Linked DNA regions of Mus musculus: region 1 is linked to region 2. Evidence: chromatin contacts called from public Hi-C data. All regions are on one chromosome and are shown on one strand. The core of a region is the stretch at or near the end of the contact, and the rest is flanking DNA. Distances in the headings are between cores, read along the strand shown.

The links. A called contact is a pair of places that touch in the nucleus more often than the background predicts.
Region 1: a Hi-C map of Sertoli cells shows a contact between it and region 2, with 1.9 times the contacts expected there. The contact joins two enhancer-like sites. A contact is called at or near these places in 6 of 484 Hi-C or Micro-C datasets (3T3-L1-derived adipocytes, Sertoli cells, cerebral cortex and 3 more).

Annotation. Positions count from the first base shown.
Region 1 is chr13:90,512,159-90,519,072 of GRCm38.p6, forward strand. All of the region lies in intron 1 of Gm35111 (a long non-coding RNA gene), which reads right to left. Among named protein-coding and RNA genes, the nearest start is that of Gm35111, 34 kb to the right of the region's middle. Within about 2 kb of position 3,938, at least 184 of the 459 cell types and tissues checked have an H3K27ac peak or open chromatin away from gene starts, as enhancers often do. A contact at or near this core is called in Sertoli cells and stem cell-derived neural progenitor cells, where this site is marked.
Region 2 is chr13:90,393,542-90,400,305 of GRCm38.p6, forward strand. No RefSeq gene overlaps it. Among named protein-coding and RNA genes, the nearest start is that of Gm35111, 150 kb to the right of the region's middle. Within about 2 kb of position 1,535, at least 58 of the 459 cell types and tissues checked have an H3K27ac peak or open chromatin away from gene starts, as enhancers often do. A contact at or near this core is called in Sertoli cells and stem cell-derived neural progenitor cells, where this site is marked.

The sequences.
Region 1 (6,914 bases), core at 2,688-5,187, 120 kb after region 2:
CCCTGTGCAATATTCACAAGAGTCATTTTTGTCTAGTTACAAGTATTTGTTGAGGTATGTTTATTTCTGTGCCCAAAATCCACACAACATAAATGATAAATGCACATAGCTGGCTCCCTGGCCTTCCCTAGGCACTCCTTTGAAACAATGGCTTCCCATGAACTGTGAAACAGTTGCTCATCATCTTACTACTTATTTCTGACACACGTCAGAAAAGAAGAAAGCTTTTTGAGGGATGAGATGTGCTGACTTAAGTAAGTCAGTGTGTTTTGTAAACAATGGCAATCCAAGGGATTAGTCAAATTTACTACAATTTGGAAGCCATGCTCAAATCATACCACAAACCCTTAGTACAGCAGCTGGCAGTGGTATTCAGGAGATGACAATTGGGCCTGACTGATCTATCTTCCTTGGTGGTTCTCTACTCTGTTCTCACAGGCTTTATTGTTTTCTGTGACCTGGAACATATTGTTAAAGAGAGTATAATCTACGTATTGAGTCACTGCAAAGCTCCAAATCATTAAAAGCATTTAACTCTTCACAAGGCAGCGACTTAGTAAGCAACCCCACAGCCAAACACATATTACGATGGAGTAATTTACATTTTGAAATGTGTGAGATGTGTCTTGATGTTTGAAGACTATACAATGCAAGATCTTAATAATTGCTGGTAAAAAATCATTTATAATCACAATAATCACTTGTAGCAATATTAATAATAATAATAATAAAATTGCCTTTGAGGATCTTCCAGCTCCAGCAAAACTGAAAGTCATCGTCCTTGGCTGGGGAACAATAGAATCCAGGGGCAAGAACTCACAGTGGGTCTTTGAATTATTCATGAGATCATACATGCCATTCACATCTGTATGTTTAAAAAAAGCCAAGAGAGTGTAATAGCACATTAGTAATGTAAATTAGAAAAAGACATATTTTATTTTGGTTTAGTGAAGATTTTCCTAAGTAAACCCAAATAGCATCCTTACTAGACATGTGCCAAAGATCTTTTATTCTTCACTGTTGCTAGGATGCGTTTTTTTCTGGACCAAGTCATCATTTAGGGGATCACTGATTGGATCACTCTCAGACATAATATGATACATACACAAACAAGGGTACACATTGTTTATGAATATACTCAAAACCACAGGAATGAGAAATCAAGAAAAAATAAGGCAAATATTAAAATCTACCACTGGGGAGTTTTATCCTATCATTGCAGTTTTATTATTGTCTGAATTTACATAAAAGCAAAAACTCGTGGAAGAAAATTGCCTCACAACCCCAGATTCTATTTTATTCAACAAACACAAGCTGAGGGGTAAGGAAAGATGACAAGGAGATACTCAGAAAACCATGGTTAACACATCCTCATATCAGACAGTACCAAGGCCAACCAAGACTTTCAAAATGTTTTGTAATACAGTAATATACACTCATATACACAAAATAAAAATAATTTTAAAAATACTTTACAGGATAATTTTGGTTGTACATGATATTTCTAATATATACTAACTTTAGGTCTTGTCTTACTCCACTGAATTCTTGAAGGATAAAGGAAAGTTAAAAATTTAGACATTTAATGTTTTGGGCTTATAAACATAAGAACAAAAGAACAAAAACATCTCTGTCTGATACAGCATCCCTTTTCCTGATCTTTTAGTCCATCTTTCGTCACTTCTACCATCACTAGGAGGCTCACTATTTAAAGGGCCCAGTCCTGGTCACTAAACAAAAGCAACAGATCAACCCAAAGAACTAGAGTGTCTTCTTTGGTGAGAGGAAATGCTATTTGAGAAAAGTAGCAAACAAAGGAAATCTCTGACAAATGAGTCATGAGAGGGAAAGGAGTCTCCCAGCACGGGGTGTTCTTGTGGCTCCGTTATTATTAATTGTGAGGACACGCTTACTCATGTCTTGTTCACTCTTGCCTCTACCATCACTGAGCTCATGTTACATTTATCCTAATGAACCAAGCCCACCAGAGATACACTGTGCACCACTTTAACGTGAACAGATTAGTCAGAGGAATTTTTATTTTGTTGGTCAGACTGGTCATCTCTGGGGACTTCTTGCTTTAGCTATCATTGTTTAGACTTTGAAATAAATGTGCAATGTATTTTCTAAGCCTATGACTAAGATTTAGAAAAAGTAGTATAAATTTCATATTGCTCAAATTATGAAATCTATCTACACTTCATTTTTATAAGGCACATGAAGACTGTGCTTGGTTTAAACAATTTCTTCTGACCACAGTAAGCTCTTGTGATGACCTTAACACGCACATCATAACTCACAGTTTGCAAGTGGGAACCAATGCTTCAGGTTGAGATGCTTGCAGAGAGGGATTTTTGCATTCTCTAAAGCATAAAAGTAAGCACAAAGCAAAGAGTAGCTGAGATGATTGGATGTTTGTGACACTGAGCCTTGAGGTGCTCAGATTTGGTGAAAATATTCTTCTAGTTGTGTCTGGGAGGTCAGTTCTGGATGAAATTAACATTTGGATCTGTAGACCCCCAAAAGCAATAAAGCAGTCTTCAGAGAAGATTCATCTGGCCTACTGAAAGCCTGGATGAATAGGTGAGCAAAAAGAACTCCAGAGCTCCATCTGTAAGCTGCAGCATCAGTTGCGTCTCTTAGACTCTGACTCAGACATGATATTATATCCTGAGCTCTCATGGGTTTTAGGGCTTTACACTCAGATGTGAAACCACGTCACTGTCTCCAGTCTGCAGACTCTAGGTTTGTTTGTTTTTTGTTTTGATTTTGTTTTTGTCCATTTATAAGAAAATGTCTTCCTTGGAAGCCCACGCTATTTTCAAAGTTTTGGTAATCCTCTTGCCTTGGCTTCCCAAATGCACAGATTACTGAAATGTGGCATTACATTTGTCTTTAACTACAGATCTGAAACCTCTCAGACTGCAGAATTGCACGCAACAAGCCTCTTTGACAAATCGACTGCTATGTATATCTTGTTGTCTCCATGTCTGTGGAGAAGCTGGACTAGCACAGAACATATGGAAAATAGGATAATCTTCTACATAGATATTTTCAAAGAATAGCAAGAAGCCAGTTGTGGCTATCAACCAATGTTTTAACAATACATATGCTCAGTGTTCAGATTGGAAATTTTATGTGACTTTCTACTACATCCTAAACTCCTTGGGAGGGCTGAGGAGTCTGAGGTGGTATGGGGCAAGTCCAGGAGGAAGAATATTAACCTTGTTCCTAAGACAGTCCACTTTATACAGCTTATATTCTCAAGTCCTTTAGTGCTTGATGACCACACTGAAGAAAATGAAATAAAAGCAGGATATCAGATGCAAACTAGCATTATGTATCTGACTTGCACCGCAGTGACAATGTCTACTGTATTTTCTATTCCTGTACAGAAGATGTTACTGGTCAAGAAATACCCCTTTTCTAATATTAATTTAGTCTGATAGTATTAATTTCTGATAACATATTAATTAATTCATTCAAGTTAATAACGACATGTTATTCACTATTTTCATTGCCTTTTGTTGGTTTACTTTTCCTTAAGCTTTACTTAAAGTGGCGCTGTCCTTACATGTTCCAAGCACAGAGTAAAATAGATGTATCACACAAACTACAATCTCTGTTGCTTGCTCCGTAGAGTGCCACAATTTTTTTCAACTGTAGGCTTCTATTTCTATAATGCTTATATCAGACACAAGGGAGCAAATTCTTGTTCTTGGGTGGGGGGCAGGGGTTGAATAAAGGTCTAGGTTAGCCTGCCCTCTAGTGTGGCTTACTGATTTCTGGGGAGAGAAAAAAAATGCAGCATGTCCTAGAAGCTGATTGTGCAATTCTGTTGGGTTGGCAACCTGCCATCAGCACCAGAACACTGCACAACTTCCTCCTCTTTGGGAGCTACAGGCTTCAAGCATTAGGTCACATTTGTAACCCAGTTTTGAGCAGAAACACACTCTAGACACACCCTATGCCTGCCTAAGCCAGTGTCACATGGTTATCCTTGACTGTGGCTTTTGTCATTTCCTCCCATTTAATGATAACACACAATGAAACTAAATAAAGGGACAGACTTCTTACTACAGGAACTCGGGGATTTACAGAGTGCTTCTGAGGGGAATTTGGTCTCAGAAATGGTACTGGTTTAGGCTGATCTCTCTGAAGCAGTCTGCCTATGTGTCTCCTTGGCTGGCCCTTCTGAATGTGAGGCTACAGCCAAATGGCTCTGAGGCTGCACTCCAGGATCCATGTTACCACACCAGAAGCATCTTTGAGATTTGGTTTTACTTCTTCGTTCAAATTCTGCTCAAAATTAAACTGCCTTGGAGGATAGTGTTTAAAATTTTTTGATTTATATTTAGCTACACAAAATGAGCTCCCTTTAAAAAATGAAAAACTAATTGCTATATTTGCTTAAACCTAGAAGTGCCCTGGTTATAGATCAACTCTGAAGTTATTTTAAACATGTTACTGCAATGCTAAATTTCAAACGCTTTTTCAGGATTTTGTGCATATGTTCAGTTGGGATGCTCAGAATTCCTGGCTGATGGGAATTTAACCAGTGCCTGCCTGTTCTTCCTAACCCACATACATAACATACATAACATACATGTTCTGGACTCATTTGTCTAAGAAGTGAGAGTCTTCCATTTTTAAGCACTCATAATTTAAAGAAAGTCTAGATGTTAGCCTTTACAATAATAACAAATAGAGCAATAATCTTTAAAACCACCCATAGATGTAAAATATTTTGTATGTATGTATGTGTGTGCATATATATATATTCTACAAAATATGCCTTCTTTCTGTTCTCAAATCATTAGTCTACTAAGGCTGCATGCAAGGACTAAAGTGACATAACAGCCTCTGGAGAGCACCACCATTCATCTTGGGCATCGGCATTTCCTTAAGATGAGTTCTGTCATAGTAGGCATATGGATATAATTGTGTTGTCCATTTCTTCTTGTCTGGCAGTAATACAACCAAAGCAAATATAAAGACTTGAGGGTTTAAGAATCACAATCAGATGAGTGGAAAGGAATTGAAGAGAGACAACACAAAGCAACAGACTCCTAGGCGACAAGATATACCTGTATGGCAGTTGTCCTCCATTCTGGAGCCTTCATTGTGTCATTTGTGATAAGCATGGCATGGACCAAGTGTAATCAGAGGTATCTGATTTTCATCCCCAAACTGCCTGTTCTAATTGTATCTGTCCCATTCTCACCACATCTGTGTGTTTCCATATATTTTAGATACAAAATATAACAGATTAAAGTTTGCCAGTGCAGGCACAATGTTACCCAAACACCATGTTCTCACTGGCTCTGGTTCCCATTCTAATCCACACCCTTGGCATGTTTGCCATTTGCTGTATTGATTTTTCAGCTTGTGTTCTTTGCTCAAGTCTCTGAAAGACATCATAAATGTAATCACTGTCATGAAGAGGAAAATGAAACACTGCAGACCTTGTGATTGGTGCATTGCATGTTTTTGTCACAGCATCTCAAATACACGTGAGATTCACTGATTCCCTATCAGTGGCTCCCTTTTGCCCCTCTAGTTTGCTGACATGTGATTTTCCAAGTCATTTTTAGAAATCTGAAACCTGTTAGAGATTGCAGATGCTAGGCTCTGCATGGCTGCTATCGTTTTGGCAGAGTCTGCTCTTTCAAGACAACAAAGGCAACACATAAAAATCTGCCTTCTCTGACTCTGTCCTTAAAGTCTCTGTGGATGCAGGACACTTAAAACACTTCTAGACATCCAGGTCTAGACTGGACCTTTTCTTCCTTTTTACTCAACAGAGTACAAGGGCTTTTGCCTTGGAACTCACAAGCTTATTCCCATTACCAGCTTCTACTATGAATATAGTTTTGTCACCAGTTCAATATATGTGACTCTTTTTAAATAATACTAATTATGTAGATGTCAGAGCTGGCAGTAGGAAAACCAGTTCTTGCCTGTCTACTTTGAACCCCAGCTCTGGCTAAGTCCCTTAGTCTTCATGTAACTTAACTCAACTTGTAACAAGAAGAAAAGGAAGGAGGAAAAGAAAGGAAAAGAGAAAATAAACTACAAAAGAAGTGCAGCTACATATGCAAAGAGATGAAAAGAAGTCGTCAGACTTGAGGCTGAGGGAAATGGAGACCTTCGAGTCCTTCAAGCTCGGGTATGATTTTAATGGAGAAAAATGGAAGAGACAGAAGTGGGGCAGGGATATTAAAACCAAATGTGGAACAAGAAGAGTCAGAAATGCTGAGGAGCAGCCAGAAGTTCTGTGTTTCAGATGTACAGCAAGTCCCGCCTAAGAGATGGAGTCACAAAGGTAGCCTGTGGTACAGCCTGAAAGGATGGAATGAAGAGAGAGATCCGTACTCTACCAGAGAGCAATGAAGAGGGGAAGTGATGTTTAAAGGAACAGAGTAACTCCCAGACAGACAGATGAAATCAGCAGATATATTCAAGGAGAAGATGAATGGGAAGAAAGCACAGCATGTATGCAAGGAACATTCGTTTACCTATTATCTACTTTTGTGGAAATGAGTGAGAATTTGGGGGGTGGGGTTGTTGTTTGTCTGATAGTCTCGGAACCACCTCTTTTTGTGCCTCAAACACTGTTTCAAACAATTCTATTTTCTATCAAGAGAAAGTACAATGTCCTTCAAACACAATGCCATGGCTCTCTGAGCCTCTGTTTTAAAGCAGCTTGGCTTTTCTTGCCCCTTGGCTCCTAACATGATTTGTCACATGCTCTTACACAATCATTTAAAATACTGAATTACCCATAGTGTTTCCTGAAAATAATGGATTTCAGTGACTTTCAAATATTAGTGCCCCGTTGTTACTAGTGCAAGTCCCAGCCAGAACTGTGGGAAAATGTAGATTCTGGTCAAGTAGGTTATCATGGTGGTGCA
Region 2 (6,764 bases), core at 285-2,784:
CCTAATTTGTAAAATACTCTCTCTGAAATGAGAGAGAGGAAAATGTGAAGACTTGCTGGAAAAAAAGAAAGCATTAAATGGATTGTATTAGCCAGGGAACATAAAAAAGTAGGCAAACCTGACAATGAGACAGAAAGTGACCCATTCACTAGAAATGGTAATGAAGCACTCAGTACTGGTGTGTTTTCCACTGAACAGTACATTAAACAAAGCATGATTTTTCTCTTATTATACTTCATATCTTTTATTATTAATATGAGTTCTGGGAATTTTGTAAGGCTCTAATGACAGTAGATTCTTTTTAATTGGTTATTCTGCCAACAGGCATTTCAAAGTGTACTAACTTCTCTGGTAGCTGGAACCTTTTCACAAAACATCATTTTTTCCTACTTAGAGCTCACCACAAGTACTAAAGATGTAACAAATTTCTGGAGATTTGTCTAATGGTAAGTAAGTGATTCATTCTGTTTCTTTGGTTTGGGGTTGAGTTTGAACAATTCCTGGACCATCAGCCAGGCCTTTTTACTGGAGATGGTCTAAAGTAGGAACATTGACTAGGACACACTATCTTAAGGGCATCAAAAGGATAGCCCACTAGGAGGACATCATACTATTTGCTCTGCATTCTTTGAGGCTCCTTTATTCACTGATATATATTTCCATATCTATAAGTATCATGAGTTCCAAGTAAAGCATGAGGCTTATTAAGGTAAATCAGATATAAAGTATAAATTAATATCCCTGATGTCCATGAATAGTAAGAATTAACTTTAACTAAGGAGGACATATGCACCAATTTGGAAAAATCTCAGAAATGTACTCCAATTGTACTAGACTAATCAGATCCCATTTCATTGAAACTGACTTGTCCAATCAAACTTTCCAATGCCTGTTGCTTCCTTGCATATGTCTAGGACTAGGAAGAGCTATGCCTCTCTCCCTAAGCTGGCACTTGACCCTGTTAGAGAGGGTGACCTTTGTAGCACTGCTGAGTACCATGCATGAGCTAGAACTGAGTCTAGCTCAGTCACCAGGTCTCGAGGTGGTTTTTATGACAGGTTCTCATATGTGTTTACAGTCCCATTTCCATGCTTCTTCACCCATTTGTATTTAAAGCTGTTTAAGGAGTTTAAATTTTAGACTCCTATTGAATTTTCCAAATTTGGGGCATGTTTATATATTGCTTTACATTCTTGTTAAAAAATGCTATTTGCATCTCTCGTAGAAAGAAAAAAAATACAGTGGGGTTTTATTTGGTTAGATTTTCCTGAGCCCTTAAGGGATTCAGAGCTAGGCTTGGCAGTTTACACAATGCATCCTGTATAAACCTTCAAGCACAATGAAGGCATCCACAGAGACTGGGTCCACCCACCACAAAGGCTGCAAATCCCTACCAGGAAGGTCAGCATGTCTGTACCCAAAGTGCTGTCAATGACCTTCCTGAAATACCCAACTCTTTCCCTTTGAAGAAAATGCTTCATGAGTTCACGATGTGCCAGTGTCTCAAGCAATGTGTGAGTCGCTGTGCTAAGTGATTCCGTTCGTTTCTCATGGAACAAGTAATGCATTGTAACCCTGGCCAAGGACTCCAGCTGTCCCTTTACACGCCAGTCTTTTTGGCAAATGTTCAGATTTTTTTCCTTTGAATAGTCATAATTCATAGAGAGAGCCAGACACACAGATTTCTTTTTCCAAATAACTGTTTCTTTGGCTATCTTATCCCTAATTGCTCCCTGAATACCTACCCCTCCCCCCTGGTAAACTGGACGAACCCAGTTTTATGAACCAGTAAACACAAGATTTTTTTAAATTGCTATTTGAGATGTATATACTTATTGCCAATTTTGATTCAAGTCAAGAGGAACATTGCGTGAATCAGTTATTAGCATCTGCAGGTGTGCTCACAGGGGGAGAAGGCGTCTTATATGGGAACTATAGATAATCCCCCTTATAAAACTGCCCAGTTGTAATTTTTTCCCCTCTCATCCCTTGGGGAAATGCTATAAGCAGGAAATCTCAAACATACATTAAAAGTTAGGTGATAAGCCAATTTTACCAGATGGTACCTTCAGGAAATGATGGTGAAATCTGAAATTATGTTGACTCTTCAAAAAAAATTCCAATTTATGTGAACTTGTTTTTAAACCAAGTCATAGACTTCAAGATGAATTCATTCTGTATGCATGTCTTTCTTTATGCATGCCTATGGGTAAGTGTCAGAAATAATTTCTTTTGGATTGACAGGAAGTGCCTATTTCTTGTCCTGCAGTATGCGGTGAGTGGAGAACAATGGAGCAGAAGCTTCCCGTCTGTCTTTCGAGCTGTCTGCAGAGCTGTGCTGTGTGAGCTCTTTGAGACAGTAGCTCTCATAGCACTCTGGTAAGACAGGAATAGAGTGAAATCCATCCATCAGCTGCATTTCGAAATGTCTCTTTCAGCAGGTGGGTAGATCAACGTTTGAGTGGATGCATTATGTGTGTCATCAACAAACTAGATCTATTGCTAGGGGCTGTCAGCATAATTATTATGTTCAAGCTTAGGAGCTCACAGAGGGTTATATGCATCTTTCAGCTCTAGGGCTACAAAAGTGGGACATATTCACATGCCTTCACATACAGTAGGTAGAACAATCTATGTGTTGAAAAGAAGTGGGTTGTGTCTTAGAGTTTCATTGATGTGAAGAGACATCATGAGCAAGGCAATTCTTTTAAAGGACATCATTTATTTGGGACTAGCTTACAGGATCAGAGGTTCAGTCCATTATCATTATAGCAAGAAGCATGGCACTGTCCAAGCAGGCAGACACAGTGCTAAAAAAATCTGAGAGTTCTACAACTTGTTCTGAAGGCAAACAGGAAAAGACTGACTTCCACATGGTTAGGGGGAGGGTCTCATTGCTCACCCCCACAGTGACACACTTCCACCAAAGCTATACCTACTCCAACAAGGCCATACCTGCTAATAGTGTCACTCCCTGGACCAACCATATTCAAACCATCACAGGCCACAAAGCCTGAGATGAAGGGTCACTGAAAGGTGAAATGAAAGATATGAGTTGGCTTCTGTGGTATGACTTGCCAAAGGTATTTCAATCAGAAAGTCAAGTATAAGAATAGAAGAAATGATTCCATTGAGTAGTCCCTTGGAGTAGTTAGGAGTTGAGAATAATGTATAAAAGTCTAACGCAGGTTGTTGACATAGACAAAGACATTTAAGACTCAATCTAAACTAGATCTTTCTACCTTCTAGGCCCTTAAGTCTTTGAAGACCTTTGGTTTATACCCTGTAATAGGCCTTGCAGATGTCTCTTCGTGACTAAGTACCTTATTTCCTTCTTGCTTATGAATGCTATCACAGGTCTGATATCAGCCATCTCTGGGAAAGATCTCAAGTGAAAAAGAGTTGTTTGCCTTGTCGTAAGAAGCCCACATCTTGGAACTACTTGGGATTGTAGAGTTGAGTGTAAAGAATTGATCCCCAAGTTCTAATAAGCTTCTAGTCTACTGTACTGCAGCCTGAGTTATCTATATGCTCATGCTGACTCCTTCCCTCACTTTCTGTAATTCTTGATGCTAAAAGTATGGTTCATAAGTCTCTGGCCCATCCTCCACACCTCCACAATCTGCTTTCTAGAAAACAGTCAAAACCAAGGCGATTTATTTACCTGAATAAATCACAAATGAATATTCTAGGTAGGATTCTTGGAGATATTTCAACCACCATATTTCTGAGTCCTGTAGCAAGCTTGATTGTTATTTTCAATCCCATGGGAATTACTAACTCTTTAATAATTTAAATGTTTGAGGAACAATTCTATGAAGCATACAACAATTGGTATAGGCTGTAGGGGCACAGAAATAGCACTTCCTGATCACATCAAATGTAGGAGTGAGGGATCCACACAAGAAGATTAGAAGTCAAGCCAATGTAGAGTGGACTGGTCAGGGAAAGGCCCAGGAGGAGAGATCTTAGAGGAGATTGAATGAAGGAGTATACTCCAAGTAAAGAAATTGAGTGAGTAGAACTTGGAAATTTGCACTTTAGGGACACTAGACACCAATAAACCTGAGAAATTACAAAGCACTAAATGTAGTAAAGATACTCTTTAAGATCCTGGGAGGATATGAGTAGTTGGTGTCCTAAAAAAATTGTCATTTTGCTTCCCTGCCACCTAGGAAGAATCATTATCACAGCAGGTAACTAGCTTATAGTCAACAGGGGTTTTACTAAAAAGACAACCATGACACTGAACCATCTACAGCAGTGGTTTTCAACCTTCCTAATGCTGTAACCCTTTAATTCAATTCCTCATGCTGTGATGACCCACCCATAAGATTGTTTTCATTGCTATGTCATAACTGTAATTTTGCTATTGATGTGAATCATAATGTAAATATTTGTGTGCTCTGATGGTCTTAGGCCTCCCCTGTGAAACAGTCATTCAACCCCCAAAGGCATTGTGACCCACAGGTTGAGAAACACTGATGGGGAACATGTCAATGGGTTGGGCATAAAGGAAAAGTGTCCTTGAATCCCCACCAATAAGAGAGAGTTTGGAAAGCTCCCATTAAGCTCTATGATCCCCAGAGTCTGGAGGAGGGAACCACAGTGTAGTGCCTTTGTTAACCTACAAACAGTTGACAGTTAGAGCCAGTGACATCAAAACCTGGACTTTCTCATTCACAGTATACATGCTCAACCACTTCTTATGTTTTGGTGGAATCTCTGTAATAATTCTATTTAGAGTGATAGAAAAACAAAAATTGTTTTTCCTCCAAATTTAGAAAGCATCTTCTTTGTCTTTTCTGAGTATATTTTCCCAATCTTTAGTTTCTGTGAACTCAGAGGTGTTTTCCTGTATGTACACGTGCATATACAATGTACGAGGTCACATGTACCTGAATATGCAGAGGCAGGGGAAGATGGCTCTGCTATTCTCTCTCCTATTTGTTTGAGCCAATGTTCTCCATGAGCCCGGACTTGTCTGTTTTCAACTAGGCTGGTGAGCAGCAAACCCTGAGCAACCATCTTGTCTCCTCTTCCCCATGTCCCACAGATCTAGGTTTGCAGACACATGCAGTAACACATGGATTTCTATTTATGTGAATTCTAGATATCAAACAGGGTACAATGCTTATATAGAAATCACTCTTACTCACAGAACTATCTCCCCAGCCATTATAATTGGTTATGTTTTCCATAATTTCTTCAGTTTGACTTAATTTCTATGGTTCTCAGTCTATCTTCTGGTTTTCAACCCCACATGGCCTGTTTTTTTGTACAATCTATTAACTGCAATGTTCACTGTATGGTTCCTAAGTTACACTCCCACAATGGAATATGTTCGATCTAGGCCATCCTTTTAGGGGTAGGAAATGTCTAGCCATTGTCAGTAAGTGGATTCCCTGATTCACATCTCTGCCCTCATCTAGTCAGCTGCACTTGATAGAGAGGGCTCATGGAAAAATGTGAGATTGTAAGTTGGAAACTTCTTGAAGCCAAGCCTGGTAGGCAGACCCTCAGACTAAGTTCAAGGACCCTTAGTGCTAGGGGAAAAATACCTTTCTCCGTAAGTTCCTTCAGGTGAGATTTAAGGTAAGGTACATAAAGTCAGTGTCTGCATCTTTACACTCATCTGCCTATCACTCGAAAGAAAGAACTAAGTGTTTCCAAGGGGTCTACCCTAGCATTTTAATAATAAAGTACATGTTTAAACCCACTGGCAAGGAGACTAGGCAGAGCTTTAAAAAAAATCTTCATTCTTTTGTAAATTTCTGATCCTGTCAGCGATGAATAATGGCTTGAACAAGATTAGACAAATTCTGCACTTGAGGTGTTAATATTGAACAAAAGCTCAATTGCTATGCAGTCAGACTCTAAAAACAGGGGGGTACCTGAGGTTTCACAACCTTAAGATCCTGCATAATTTACATTCCTGTATAAAGCATCTTATGTTTCTGTCACTGATGAACCATTTTTAAATTGCTTTTTTAGCCTAATTTCATCTTCTAAACCTCCTGCCAAGAGTGATTCATAGGCCGTGACTGAAAGCAGCCATCTAATCTCAAATAAGGAGGAGGCAGCAATCTTTTGTAGATTGTTGCTGCTTCATTGAAGCGGCATTAATTTGGAAACAGAAGGTCAACCACACATCCATGGAAAGTGCTTGATTAAAAATCACATTTTATAAAAATAGTCATATTTTTAGGAATTTCGACTCACTGTTAAGACAGAAATTCCCAGTTGGTGTCAGTTTCTCCTCTAGAGTGTCTACAGACCTTCTGTTTGTCACTTCAAGGGTGAAGAGATATTGCTTTGTTTATGGAGGTCAGGAATGCCGAAGAATGCCCTATGATGCTCAAGATTGATTAGCAGCAAAGACCCTCTATGTTCACAATGTCAAAGCTGGGAATCCCTGAGTAGGCAACAAGAAGAATTTGATGATACCTGAAACTGGGTGGTCACTAAAAAACACCAGCCTCCTGGATGATGGAAATACTCTAAACGTTTATATAGTTTTCTGTTTTTCTTTTGTTTCTATTTTATTTGTAAGACAAGGTTTTGCTCCATTGCCCATGCTCGTTTCAAACAAGTGGGCCCAAGTAATTTTCCTATCTGTTTTATAAGTAGTTGAGAATTATAGGCACTATGCCTACCTGTTGTCGAGTATTCTTATTACAGAAAACTATCTCTCTTCATCATATTTCTTCACAAACATTCAGTTATCATAATTAGTAAGACCTCTTCTAGGAACTGGAGACAAG